Regions from separate parts of the Zea mays genome. Here regions 1 and 2 are each linked to region 3. Evidence: chromatin contacts called from public Hi-C data. All regions are on one chromosome and are shown on one strand. The core of a region is the stretch at or near the end of the contact, and the rest is flanking DNA. Distances in the headings are between cores, read along the strand shown. Region 1 holds the start of LOC100285049 (homeobox-leucine zipper protein HAT7). Region 2 has its middle 39 kb from the start of LOC100285049. Region 3 holds the start of LOC100191405.

What was found. A called contact is a pair of places that touch in the nucleus more often than the background predicts.
Region 1: a Hi-C map of bundle sheath shows a contact between it and region 3, with 2.7 times the contacts expected there. The contact joins the promoter of LOC100285049 here to the promoter of LOC100191405 in region 3. A contact is called at or near these places in 2 of 25 Hi-C or Micro-C datasets (bundle sheath and endosperm).
Region 2: a Hi-C map of leaf shows a contact between it and region 3, with 4 times the contacts expected there. The contact joins the enhancer-like site here to the promoter of LOC100191405 in region 3. A contact is called at or near these places in 3 of 25 Hi-C or Micro-C datasets (bundle sheath, ear and leaf).

Annotation. Positions count from the first base shown.
Region 1 is chr1:248,826,594-248,830,744 of Zm-B73-REFERENCE-NAM-5.0, forward strand. LOC100285049 (homeobox-leucine zipper protein HAT7) reads right to left here and starts at 2,895. Exons shown (of 2, transcript NM_001157944.2): 1 at 2,233-2,895; 2 at 888-1,590. The coding sequence starts at 2,892. The coding sequence ends at 1,159.
Region 2 is chr1:248,788,684-248,792,970 of Zm-B73-REFERENCE-NAM-5.0, forward strand. No RefSeq gene overlaps it. Among protein-coding and RNA genes, the nearest start is that of LOC100285049, 39 kb to the right of the region's middle. Within about 2 kb of position 2,933, at least 17 of the 20 cell types and tissues checked have an H3K27ac peak or open chromatin away from gene starts, as enhancers often do. A contact at or near this core is called in bundle sheath, ear and leaf, where this site is marked.
Region 3 is chr1:249,021,730-249,026,105 of Zm-B73-REFERENCE-NAM-5.0, forward strand. LOC100191405 reads left to right here and starts at 2,887. Exons shown (of 2, transcript NM_001350330.1): 1 at 2,887-3,224; 2 at 3,424-4,376. The coding sequence starts at 3,535.

The DNA of each region.
Region 1 (4,151 bases), core at 1,645-4,144, 200 kb before region 3:
TCCGGCACGAATAAGCGGAACGGACTCGGACAGGAAACTAGTCACGGTGAGTTAGCCCGACACGGTCCGTTTACCTCTAAACCCATTTTTTTCACTAAAATGTGCTTACCGGCCCGTTTAGCTCGCTTTTCGGCCTGTTTTTTCGTGCTAAACAGGTCGGTTTAGGCCCGCTGCGGGCCGAGCTCGGACAGGAAATCGAGCCCACGGGCTTACACGGCCCGGACCAGTTTTCTAACCGTGTCTAACGGGCCGAGCCGGGCCGGACGGCCAGTTTGGCCATCTCTACTAGAGACTAAAACCAATTAATCGCTATTTTAGTACATCTATTTAGTAAAAAAGAGATTAAAGGGACTAAAAATTAGGGACTAATCTAGGCGCCATAGTCAACTGCTCTGTTTCATATGAAGGCATCAATTAACAAGTGATTAAAATTAATGGTCTGAAATGGTGATGCTGCACGGCTTGCACGACGACAGTCTGTCTGTCCAAGCTGTCTCTTTCGTAGGCTCGCAGACGAGACCCACATGCCAAACACCAACCGCACAGCACAGTACTCCTGGTACCCCATCCATGCATGACGCTCCCACCATATATTGCAAAAAATAAAGAAGATTAAACATGTATTAATGTCCATGCATTTCGATCACGGTAGATCCACGACGACACCACCGCGCGCACACACGATGCAAGTAAAAAGGAAGAAAAGAAGAAAGAATTTGCAGGATTCAAGGGCGAATGACAAGGTACCATAATCCTATATGCATAATATATAACATCACCACTGCCTCACAAATGTATTCACCTATATATGATATTAATTAAACAGGAAAACAGTGATAAATAAAGAGAGATGGGAGAAATAATTAAGTAATAATAGAAAGAAGAAGAAAAACATACTACTCAACTCCAAAATCTAGCTATACTCGTATATATGATTCACTCCGTGCATGATCCTAATCTCGATCGAACTCAAATTGGAACATCTCATCCAATGGATCACCTCGCATATCCGAGCTGCTTCTTTGATCAATTTGTTCAACACGTACGAGGCATTTGCATTGCCCACAACATATACGTCGGCGGCGGCCGACGACGTGCTGTTGGATCCGTGGCTCACCGTGTATGACGAATGGGAAGAATCGTACGTATTTGACTTGTTCACTGGAAGCAGGTGTGGTGTCCGTCGGCCCACGACCAGAACGGCGGCGGCTCGTCGACAGCGGCGCCGCACAGCAGGCTGCCAAAGGTGCCTCCGCCGCCACCGGCCGTGGCGGGAGGACTGCCGGGGGCGAGCTCCATCTTAGGCGGCGCCGCCGCGGCTGGGGACGGCTGGCCGCCGCTGTGCAGGAGCTGGTGGTGGATGTCGGCGCGGGCGGCAGCGGAGGCGTAGAACGGGAGGCCGCCGCGGTAGCTGTTCATGGCGGGGCTCTCGCCGGCGGCCGGATCAGGCCTGGAGACGTCGAGGCCGTTGATCTCGGAGCTGTTATTCTCGCTGCAGGACGCCTCCGTCTCTCTGACGTTGAGGTTGATGAGCTCCGACGCCGCCTCCTGCCTCCCTCCGCCGCCTCCGCCTCCCTTGAGCGCCATGATCTGCATGCGAAGCACCAGCTCACGCACATCACATGACGACACGGACTGCAGAATGCATGGGCCGGGGTGTGGGGTTCACAAAGACAGACGTACGGTACGTGATTGGTAGATGGATCGAGTGGCTAATCATGCTGCATGCACCACATCACAAAGGAATGCATGCATGTATGGGTGGCCGACAGCAGGCGCAGGCGTTCATATGGCCGGCACCGATCCCGACACGCGCACCACTTTCTGCAGACGACGCTCCTGAATGAAACCCACCACATGGATCCTATTCCTATCTATCTATCTATCTATCTATCTATCTATCTATCTATCTCTAGCTTTTCTATGCATGCTATGGTAGTATATTAGTAGATCTGTATCTACACCAAACATCCATCCCTAATCATGCATGCATGAGTTCTGACGATAGCCAAGAACGAACAAATGACAAAGAGATCCATTCCAATCAAGAACATCATATATACTCTATATAGAATAGAATAATACTAATTGCAGCTGACACTGTCACGGCCGGCTGATCATCAAGAGATGTGAGAGTCAGAAGAAGAAGAAGGAACGCTACTAGCCAGTAGATCTCGAATTCTACATACGAGATCCAGATGCGTGCATTTAGATGGCAGTATTGGTTCTTACCTCTGCCTGTAGCTTCTTGTTGTGGGAGAGGAGGGCGTCGTTCTCGGCGCGGGCGGCGTCGAGCTGGCGGCGCAGCGCGTCGTAGTCCTTCTCCAGCTGCTTGGTCTTCCACCTGGCGCGGCGGTTCTGGAACCAGATGGCCACCTGGCGGGGCTGCAGCCCCAGCGCGCGGGCCAGCTGCGCCTTGCGCTCGGGCTCCAGCTTGTTGGCCACCTCGAAGCTGCGCTCCAGGGTGCGCACCTGGTCCACGCTCAGCCGCCGCTTCCGCTCGCCGCCGCCCACCGCGGCGGACCCCTCCTCCTCGTCGTCCGACGCCTGCTGCTCCTGCTGCTGCTGGGGCTCCGCGTGCAGGTGGTGGCTGTCGTCGCCGGCCATCCCGCCGACGTCTGGATACATGCGCTTGCCGCCGAAGCCGCCGGCCAGCATTGGCGGCGGCGGCGCGGCCGCCATGGCGCCGCCGAAGTCGTGGAGGAAAGGGCTGACGAGGGCCGCGGGAGGGGGAGCCAGGAGATGGTGCGCCGCCTCGTGGTCCTCGTCGTCGTGGCCTTCATGGTGCTGCTCCTGCTGCTGGTAGTGGTGAGGCAGGGCTTGCTGCATTTGGAGGAGGAAGTTGGCCGGGTAGAAGGAAGGGGCCATGCCATTGGTGGCCATTGGCTTCATCACAGGAGCGAGAGGAGCATGGGGGAGCTGGGGAGTATATCAACCTTCCTTCCTTCCCAACAGAAGCACAGATTCAGAGAGCTAGAGAGGGGGTGTTGGTTGAGGGCGCGTCTCTGTGCCAGAGATGCCGAGCTGGAACCTGCAATGCAAGATGCGAGCTGATGCAAATATAACAACATTATGTATAATAAACAAATGTAATAAACATATTTAATAAACATGCATGGCGGATGTTTTGTGGACCCGGAAGAAAAACACTAGAGAATGAAGTGAAAGGAACAAAACTGACGGTCGTTTAGCCCGCCCGTGAAATTGTAAAAAAAAAACACGCGCGGCTAGCTGACGTCGTACGTACGTTTGGCTTCTAATGTATTTTGAAGAGTGATAAACGATGACTTACTTATTATTACTAGCTAATTGTTGTGTTGAGCAAAGGTACCTAAATGCTCCTCCTACTTTGATTTCAAACCAAACATATTTTAAGCTCCTGCATCCTTAATTTGCCTGACGTGCACGTACGCAAATAACGGTGGGTACCCAGCCCAGCGCAACGCACGCAGCGTTTGCAAACGCGTGTCTCTGCTCCTGTACCAACCACACGGACCACTGCCGTTGTATTGTACCACGACCACACACTGTTGTTGTGGCTTGTCATGTCACGTACAGTTGACCTCTCACACGCGGTTTCCATGCATGCCACGGTAATTCATCCTAGCTAGCTTGTACTTACTACTACCTGCTAACACACAACGCGGCCCCACATATATATATGTTTGTGTGCAGTGTACGCATATAAATACACTAGTGGTCCAGCGGCTCATTATTCTCTGACAGAGCACGTAAATCCGGTGCACTCTCGTGCAAAAGGCAGACACACACGATTATTTTACCGCGCAAGCGTTGAAGGGACGACGTACGATCGATGTTGTAATCATAGGACACGGATCCCAAAAGCTCATTCGATCATCATCATTCTCCCAATCCGCCTCGATCGGGAACCCAACAAACTACTATAAACCAGCTTTCTACTTCTACTACTACGACCTTTTTGGTAGTAGAGACTAATATAATCTGGATCGGAAATAGTACATTAATTAAGCTAGAATAAAGACGTACGCGGCCGGTTGATTAATTATTTAAAATAAGGCGGCATGCATGCATGCATGATCCTTCCAAAGGCGTGGCCGCAGATTCTTGCATGTGCTTCAGTTGGCGAGAGCGTTCCGGTGGTTGCAATATTCTTGTGTATGCGCCATGCG
Region 2 (4,287 bases), core at 1,683-4,182, 230 kb before region 3:
TACCGCAGGATGAGGCGCATGGAGGATGCTGTGATGTGTTCGTGAGAGGTCTAGGCCGTCGTCTCCCAGTCAACTTTGGGTTGCTGGATCGTTTCCTCATATGATGTAATTATTTAATTATTTTTGTACAGAACTCCTGTTATATAGTAAAGATGTGACATTCGATCCTGTGCCACTATGCATCATATGTGTGAGATTTGGTCCCAGCACACCTGGTGTTTATGTTCGCGCCCGGGTTTTGGACCCCTAAAATCCGGGTGTGACACTTGTCGAGACGGATAGTTTGAAGAACTGGAGCTACTTGAGCTACGGGTTCCATCTTGGACAGGAAATGAAACCGAACGACATCGATAGCTTATTGTCTCCCGCTGTGAATGAGGTGCATCATGGTAAAAATCTTGAAACAATAACTAAACCATAAACTATTGGACATTCACATTTAACAATAACTAAACCATGGCACATTTACCAATAACTAATACATAAACCATAAGCCATCACATATATAACAATACTAACTCATCTTCACATATAGCATATAGCATCTTCACATATAGCATATAACATCTTCATATATAACACTTAAACTTGGCAAAAATAGCATCTAACAATAAATCATCTTCACATAGCACATAACAGTAAACAAGACTAATATGCCTAAACTGACCACTAAATGTCTAAACTACAACTCAATCTTGGCATTAAATCCGCTTTCCCAACAAAAAACGGTGGTTTTACTCGTCCAAAATGGCGGTTTACCGGTCCAAAAAGATTTACCGGAGGTTTTCGTTTTTTATGAAATTTTTCAAATTTTTTGAATTTGGGGCGGATTTTGAAAAAAAACCGGTGGTTAACCGAAACCGCGCCCCAACGGTTTCGGTAAACCGACCGGTTTGCCGCCAAATCCGGTCGATTTTGTAAACCCTGGTCGAGCCATGGAGGAGTAGAGTTGGTGCCTGCAGTACGGAGCCCGGTCGTCTGTCTAGATATGACGCGTTGAAGTCAACGCATTTTTTAAAGAAAGTAGAAAAAAGACATCAGAGGACAACACAAGGTTAATTGACATGCCGCATATAGCAAGGTTATGTAACGTTGCGGTTGCGGCTAATGACTTGGTCATGGCAAAATAATAGTGGGGTCCTCTCTTTTGTCTTCGTCAGCCCCTACCGCATTCTCTATACCTCTACTTTATATTTCTCCTATTCATATTTTTTTTAAAAAATCACTCCTCTATATATCATTTCTCTCCAACACCATATTCTAAAAGTGTTAATACTAGATATATATTTTATCTCTAATTTTTTTGTACATATATATTTATCATACAATTAAATATCTTATATATAATAGCTTTCCTTAATCTATTATTTAAAATATAAAAAAGAGATATAGGAGAAAATGGAGTCATTACAAATTTCTTATAATAAAGCTAGGAGCAAAATTGGACCCATAACACGTCAAAGTCGTTGTTTTTATCATCAGTCATTGGGCACCAAGCACCACACGGCCACCTCCTCTTGCTCAATGCGTCGGAAGCCTCAGCCGCATAAAACCCGTTCGACGGCTAAGACGGCGCGCAATGAACAGCACAGCTACTGATATCACACTCAATGATATACAAGAAATGAGTATAAATTCTGATAGCACATAAGAAAATTTTTCATAAAAGAAAGCCAGGGCAGGCGGCTATTGTTTGAAGCCAAGGTATTTCATGATAGATATATACAATGCTATTGTGAAAGTTCGGTCTCAAAATATTTTACATATCCAGGGTTCAAAATTTGTCGTAGAAAAATATGTACACATTGGTGTCAAACCCGGTGTCTGCAGCACTACAAGACAAAATTTGTGGATCACTTCTTTCTTTTACAGAGTGTCTTTGTGTCCGCGGGTAGACTATTTTCAGCTGACTACTGATAAGTAGACCATTTTTCTTAACTTTTTTATTTCTTTTTCTTTGGTGTCACGATAAATCTGATATAACATTTCTTGCAGCCCGACTAGACCACTTTGTTATAGTTGCTTTTAAATTCACTAGTGCTAATATTTAGTTAGCTAGTATGTAAATAATTATTAGCAAAGTGTTGTTTGATTCACGTATATGAACCATTAGCACATCTTCACCAACTAATGAATTTAGATTCGCCTCTCTATTTGCTAAGGGCAATATATATTTTTTTCAGTTACTGTAGCAGTCATTTAATATGTGTCACTGACATGGCAAATTATTTGCCACACACCTCCAAATAGTGAGAAATATTTATTTTTTCCTATTTGTTAATAATGTTAGTTTTACAGCCTATTTGTTTGGTTTTAATCCGTACCGGCTTCTACAGCTTCTACAATATTTTTATCTCTATGCATTACAGTTACAGCAGAGTAGGCTTTAATTCGAATCGAACAGCTACTAACAATATTGGCAAGATTAGATCCAAACATGTCCAAAGTAGAGTGGCATATTAATTATTTTGAATAGGGAGACTAGATCTCTAAATAAAAGTAGAAATGGTTTGGTTTGACCTGTTATATTATTGTTTAATTATGATAGATCCAAAGAGGCCAAACAAACTGCACAAACATCCAAAGACCCCAAGGGTCCGGAAGTTGCTAAAGTCATGATCCTTGCCGGCTGCATTTTATGCGAAAGTTCAAAATACTAGTTCGCTAGAAGTCGCTTTCTGCGTTTACCTCACAGGCATTGACCGAATCCTATTCCTACATGTCATCTTTCCTAAAAAAACATGTCACCTTCAGCTCCGACTGGATTGACCCAATTGAAACTGTTCCAACAGCGAGGGAATGAAAGCTTCGCTCAGATGTTAAAAACGCGTAGAATTAGCCGATGCTTTCTTCAACATCTCTTCGTACGCAGTCTTCCTCAGCCCACAGGCCCGTCTACTTTATGAGCCTGGTTAGTTGGAGCTCTCTAGGCAGCCCATACAACAATCTAACTATCTGACTGACGCAGCGCTAGGCCTTCGGGTGTTGAGTATTGCCTGAGCTGAAACCAAATGGCCCCATAACTTGAAGCTACTTTATTTTACTCCCTATGTTCTTCCTCCTTCTCCAAAATACTAGTCATTTTAGCTCTTAATTTTTATATCTACATTCAAATAGATAAAGATAAATTTAAACACATATAAAACACATACATCAATTATTGTGTGGATCTAATAAATTTCTAAAACAAATTTTACTTTAGGACAGAGAGAGTATTCATTTTAGTGTGTTGATGAATTTATACAATATTTGATAAATATGTCTAGATTTATCGTCATCCATTTAAATATACAAAAAAAATAAAGTGCTAAAATTACTAAGGGTCTGTTTGCTAGTACATAGTCGTGGGCTGTGTTTGTGAGAGTGTGTGGGGGGTGTCAAGAACAAAAATGGCGTAAAATCAGCTCATTGTCGTTTGTCCTTACATTATACCCCTATATAATCTACCAGTTAAAATATCACTAAATACATACAACAAATAACTCCTAGCCAAATCTCACCATTAAAACCAACGATCGAGATCGCTTCATTTATTTTATCTCTCTTAATCAATCGCATCCAACTGCGAGTGTTTCTCGGATCATCCCCTCATCCCTCACTCGTCTCTAGCCTTCCCATCCCTCCATTTCGCCAAGGAAGAAAAAGGAAAAAACACATAAGGGGTTGGAGAGGAACGGGCAGGGACAGAAGGTTCAAGCCCTAGCGCAGGAATGGCAGGTTGGTGCGAGGAGGCAGTGGCGTTGCTGCAGCACCTCGTGGTGGCGGAGAATATAGTCGTCGACGTGCTACTCTGTGTGGTGTCGATCTAGGCCACTATCATGATCGGCCTCGTCATCGACTAGTCCTGGCACCCGCGCTGAACGGGGCTGCTCTTCCTTGACCTCCACACCCGCCTTCGCTTCATCTGGGTGTCGCCCGGCCTCGAGACCCGGAGTCTCTGGTTCGTCTGCTCTGTCATGCCCAGGCTCCTCTCCTCTGCATTCTTCCACTTTAGAGGCAAGCAACTGGACAAGGCCTCTCCTGATGACGATGTCGTTGTAATCCAGGGCAACAGAGGTTGCTCCGATGACAGGTGAGTGTCTTAGTGGTTGAATCTATTTTACATTATGGCGATGGGCGGCATTGATCGGGGAGCACATGTAAGTGTTGTCAAGTGTCTCTCTTGGAGACCATTTGTCTTTCAATTTGGATTTATATTGAATTATATTGTGGTTCATTCAGGGGCGACCCTATCCTTGTGTTGGAGGCAGTTTAGGAGATTTGAACTTTTTTCCCCCATGAAAATTA
Region 3 (4,376 bases), core at 1,637-4,136:
TGCTGTGATTTTTGTCTCTTGTGTGTGTTTCTACTCCACCTTACTTTTGAGTTTATTTGAGATCAAATTGTGTAAGGCGTGAGAGACTCCAAATTGTGGAGATTCCTCACAACTGGGTAAAGTGAGATAAGAAAGAAAACTGTGGTATTCAAGTTGATCTTTGGATCACTTAATAGGGGTTGAGTGCAACCCTCGACCATTGAGACACCACAACATGGAGTAGGCAAGCCTTTTACGCTTGACCGAACCACATGATAAAAATCACTGTGTCACCTATCTATTTCACTTTACTGCGATCCTATTCTTTCTAGCACGTCTCTTCACTTATAATATTGCTCTAAATTTAACACTCATCTTGTGAGAGCAATTAAGTGAAGAAGTCCTCTCTTCTCTCGCTCTTCATCTAAACTTGGTTTTGATTTTACTAATCCACTTCAGACCAAGTTTGTTTTTGTTGAGCTGTTTTTACAGGATCACCTATTTACCCCCTCTAGGTGCTCTCAGTTGTCTCACTCATAGTCACCCTGCATATCTTCCACATGCTTTATCCCTCACTCACCAAAGATCTACAAGGCCCACATCATCGGCATTCTAAGCGATGTCGGTGGATCAAGCTTCCTCTTCTCGGCATTGGTTCAAGGAACAAGAAGGGAAAGACCCTCTACCAGGTCTGTTCCAATCCGTTAGGATCTAATAGAAACACAAATAATGAATAATTCCTTAAGAGGCATACTTTAAAAGTTTATGGATCAGGTTGACACAACCAGACAAGTCTAAGGATCGGAAGTGCATTGTACTCAAAGAAATCTTGAATAACATATTATCTCAACTCTCGATTTTTTGTATTTGGTACAATTGTACCAATCGACCAGAAAAGATACATGCACTTATCCAATATGTCGATCTAGAGGTGGCAGAATGTGTGCAAGGATAAGGAGAAATGATAGGGTTCCATGCAAATATACAAGAAAGAAAGAAAATATAAAAGTGAGGGATTCCTCAAGCAAAACTATCTTATTAGGAGTCATATATTGCAAATCATTGGAGAAAACCAACAAATATAATCTCACCAATTATTTTTAAAAATATTAGAGATGCTCTATCATCCTATATTAGAGATGCTCTAACATCCTTTATATTATATATAGGAGATAGAGAGTATATGTTATTTGAGGCAAGGAAGTGTTGGTGGATATAAATATTTAGGGGGAGGTGTGTTATTAGAATGCACCATATAATATGATATATGATAGTTAAGTTTAGGAACATGGGCGAGCATCTTGAAATAAGAGTTGCTAAAACCTTGGGTTCAGCAAAAATGTGTTAGGAGGTGTTGAGGTCCGGATCCCCGAGCCCCTTAGGGCCACGACTCAGTGGACGAATAAGCACCAGGGTTCGTTTGTCGTAGGTCAATCAAGAACCTGTCATGCCCACGGGGTGACTCCCTGTGCCAAGCCAAGGGGTCAGGCAAGGCGAAGGAAGGTTGATATGGCCAGACAAACTAGACAAAACCCACTCGAGTGGGCCTTGCACGCCTCTCAAACTGATTACATTGTCAGTCCCGTGTACGTAGCATTAACTACGCTGGTCGACGGGGTGCAGCGCGAACGTTATCGGTCCTCCCCCTCATGACCTATGGGTCCTAGGCCTAAGTCCCAGTCATGCTATATGAGTCTTAGGTCTAAGTCTCACTCATGACCTACGGTCCTGCACAACGACAAGAGAGAATACCAACGGACAGGCTACAAAGACAGAAGGTCGGTGTAGGAGGTAAAGTGGACAAAAACAAATAATGATGACGCCCGAACTTCCCTCGATAGCCCGAATTAAATCCTCCCTCGACAATATCAGAGATAGGGCAGGAGGCCCACGCGGGGAAAGAAACCACCTAACATGTGGGCCATAACAACCCGTTAGGATGTAATAGGGACCCGGATAGTGAAAAAACCCTTAAGACCATGTCCCTTGGTTTACCCATATGGTCATCTAAAATACTGTTTTGCACTATAAACTACAATGTTCGCAGAGTGGAGTTTGGATATAGGTATGAGGATCAGTAAGCTGTAGGAGATAGCCCAAGGGACATACTTTAGAAGTTTATGGATCGGGTTGGTACAACCAGACAAGTTTAGGATTAAGACCGCATTTTACTCATTTTTCAATCTTACCAAAATATCATATCAAGACTACAAGTGTATTTTGGGAACTTTGAAAGGTGCTCAGGCTGTCTCCGACAGGTCCTCTATCCTGTCACCTATCTCATTCCCTATTTCAAACTTCATTATCCGTGTGTTTGGTTGCGCGTATCTGGATAGCCTGGCCGCCGCCATGCGTTGACCAAGCTCCTGCGCGTGTTTGTTTGCCCATATGCAAGTGGCCAGACCTGCATGTACAGGTGCAACCACGTCTTCGCGGGAGGCCTTTGCCCTACATCCCCCGATATGCGTGAAACCTCCGTATCTGCGGGAGTAGGCTCGCGTGAGGCCGGTTGCACACACGCAGGTATCCAATCAGGTAGTATGTAAACAATGTCAGTGTCATTTACAGTATCACGTTCCCTATTTTACGTGATCTGCTGAAGTCATAGACAATAATAATATTAGGACTTTAGAGGGTGATGTTTGCTGCATACATTAAACCTTAATTGTGACTTAAAAAGTTTAGAATGTGTTATGCTTAAAGGTATCCAAAATGGGAAGAAAAGGAAAAGTAAGTTATTTCAAGGACTGAGGAACAGAATGCACACTAAACCTTTATAAAAAGAAAGGTGAACAAGAAAAGCACGGTTAGAAAACAGAACCAAAATAAAAGCAGCACAAAAGAAGAGGAGAAAACGAATTAGAATAAGTAAAAGAGAAGAATCCCAAGTACACATTTTAGGTGCGTGTACACCACATTGCAGAGGGGAGAGAGCGTGCTACGGCGGCGGCGGCGGCACAGCAGGGGAAGAACGTACACCCGCAGTCGAAAGAGGACGGCGAGACAGCTCTCTTCCTATCCACATTCTATATAATCTATGGCTAATCAGGTAGAGATTAGAGTGATTGAGAGAGCGGGGAAGGAAGTTTTGTACAGAGAAGAGAAAGAGGTAGTTGATGGGAAGGGTTTGATGTGATTGCCCTTTCTTTTCTCTTTGCTTCCTGGACACAACAGCCGCCGCCACTTCCTGCCATCCTTTCGTCGTTGATTCGGTGTTCTTGGATCGGATGCCTTCATCTGCCTAGGTACGTGGGATTTATTTCTCGCAGGGTTCGGATTGAGGGTTCATTTCTCGGAGGGTTCGGGGTGGGGGTTCTTGGATTGCCGAAGGGCAGAGGGCCTACTGGTGGATGCGCTTATCAGATCTCAGCTTCTCGACCTGTCCTTCTTCGCGTTTTCTCACCCAATTCGTTTACCTCTTGTTCTTTTGTTTTCTGCCTGTAGATCGGAGCTAGAGCAAGGTGCGTGGTGTAAATCCCGAGAGGAGGAAGAGGGGAGGGGGTCCAGGCCGCTTGTTCTTGCCGCGTACGGTTCTTCCAAGAACCCGCGGCGGGGATGGATCTCTACGATGAGGGAGAGGAAATGGCCTTACAAGACGGGGACTCCTGCCTCGCGCCACGGGCTTCGCGGGGCGGATGCGAGGTGGACTTGCAGTGGGCGGATGGCCTCCTCGAAGGCGCCGACCGGAAGCGGCGTGCGCGGGAAGGCTTCAAGGATGAGGTCCATTTCGTCCAGGAAATGGACGAGGTGGATGGCAGCGGCAAGCGCAGCAAGCCGCCGTCGCCGCAACCGCACACACCAGATATTCGTGAAGCTCATGCCCCTGGCCGCCGTCGCACCGTGGTGGCCGGCGGTGGGGAGCTCAGCTGTGGCGGTGGTGATCTCATAGGACAAATTGGCCGGGACCTGTCCATCAACTGCCTCCTCCGGCTGTGCCGGTCAGAATATGGCTCAGTGGCATCGCTGAATCATGATTTCCGGTCTCTTGTGCGAGGAGGGGAGATCTACAGGCTGCGACGGCAGAATAACATCGCGGAGCATTGGGTGTACTTCTCCTGTAATGTTTTGGAGTGGGATGCTTATGACCCTTACCGCAAGCGTTGGATCTCGGTGCCCAAGATGCCTCCTGACGAGTGCTTCATGTGCTCAGACAAGGAGTCTTTGGCTGTGGGCACCGAGCTACTTGTGTTTGGAATGGCACACATTGTCTTCAGATACAGTATACTGACAAACTCTTGGACACGAGGTGAGGTGATGAATTCTCCTCGGTGTCTATTTGGGTCAGCAAGCGTTGGGGAGAAGGCATATGTTGCTGGTGGCACTGATTCTTTTGGCAGGATTCTCAGCTCAGCAGAGCTGTACAACTCGGAGACACATACTTGGACACCACTCCCTAG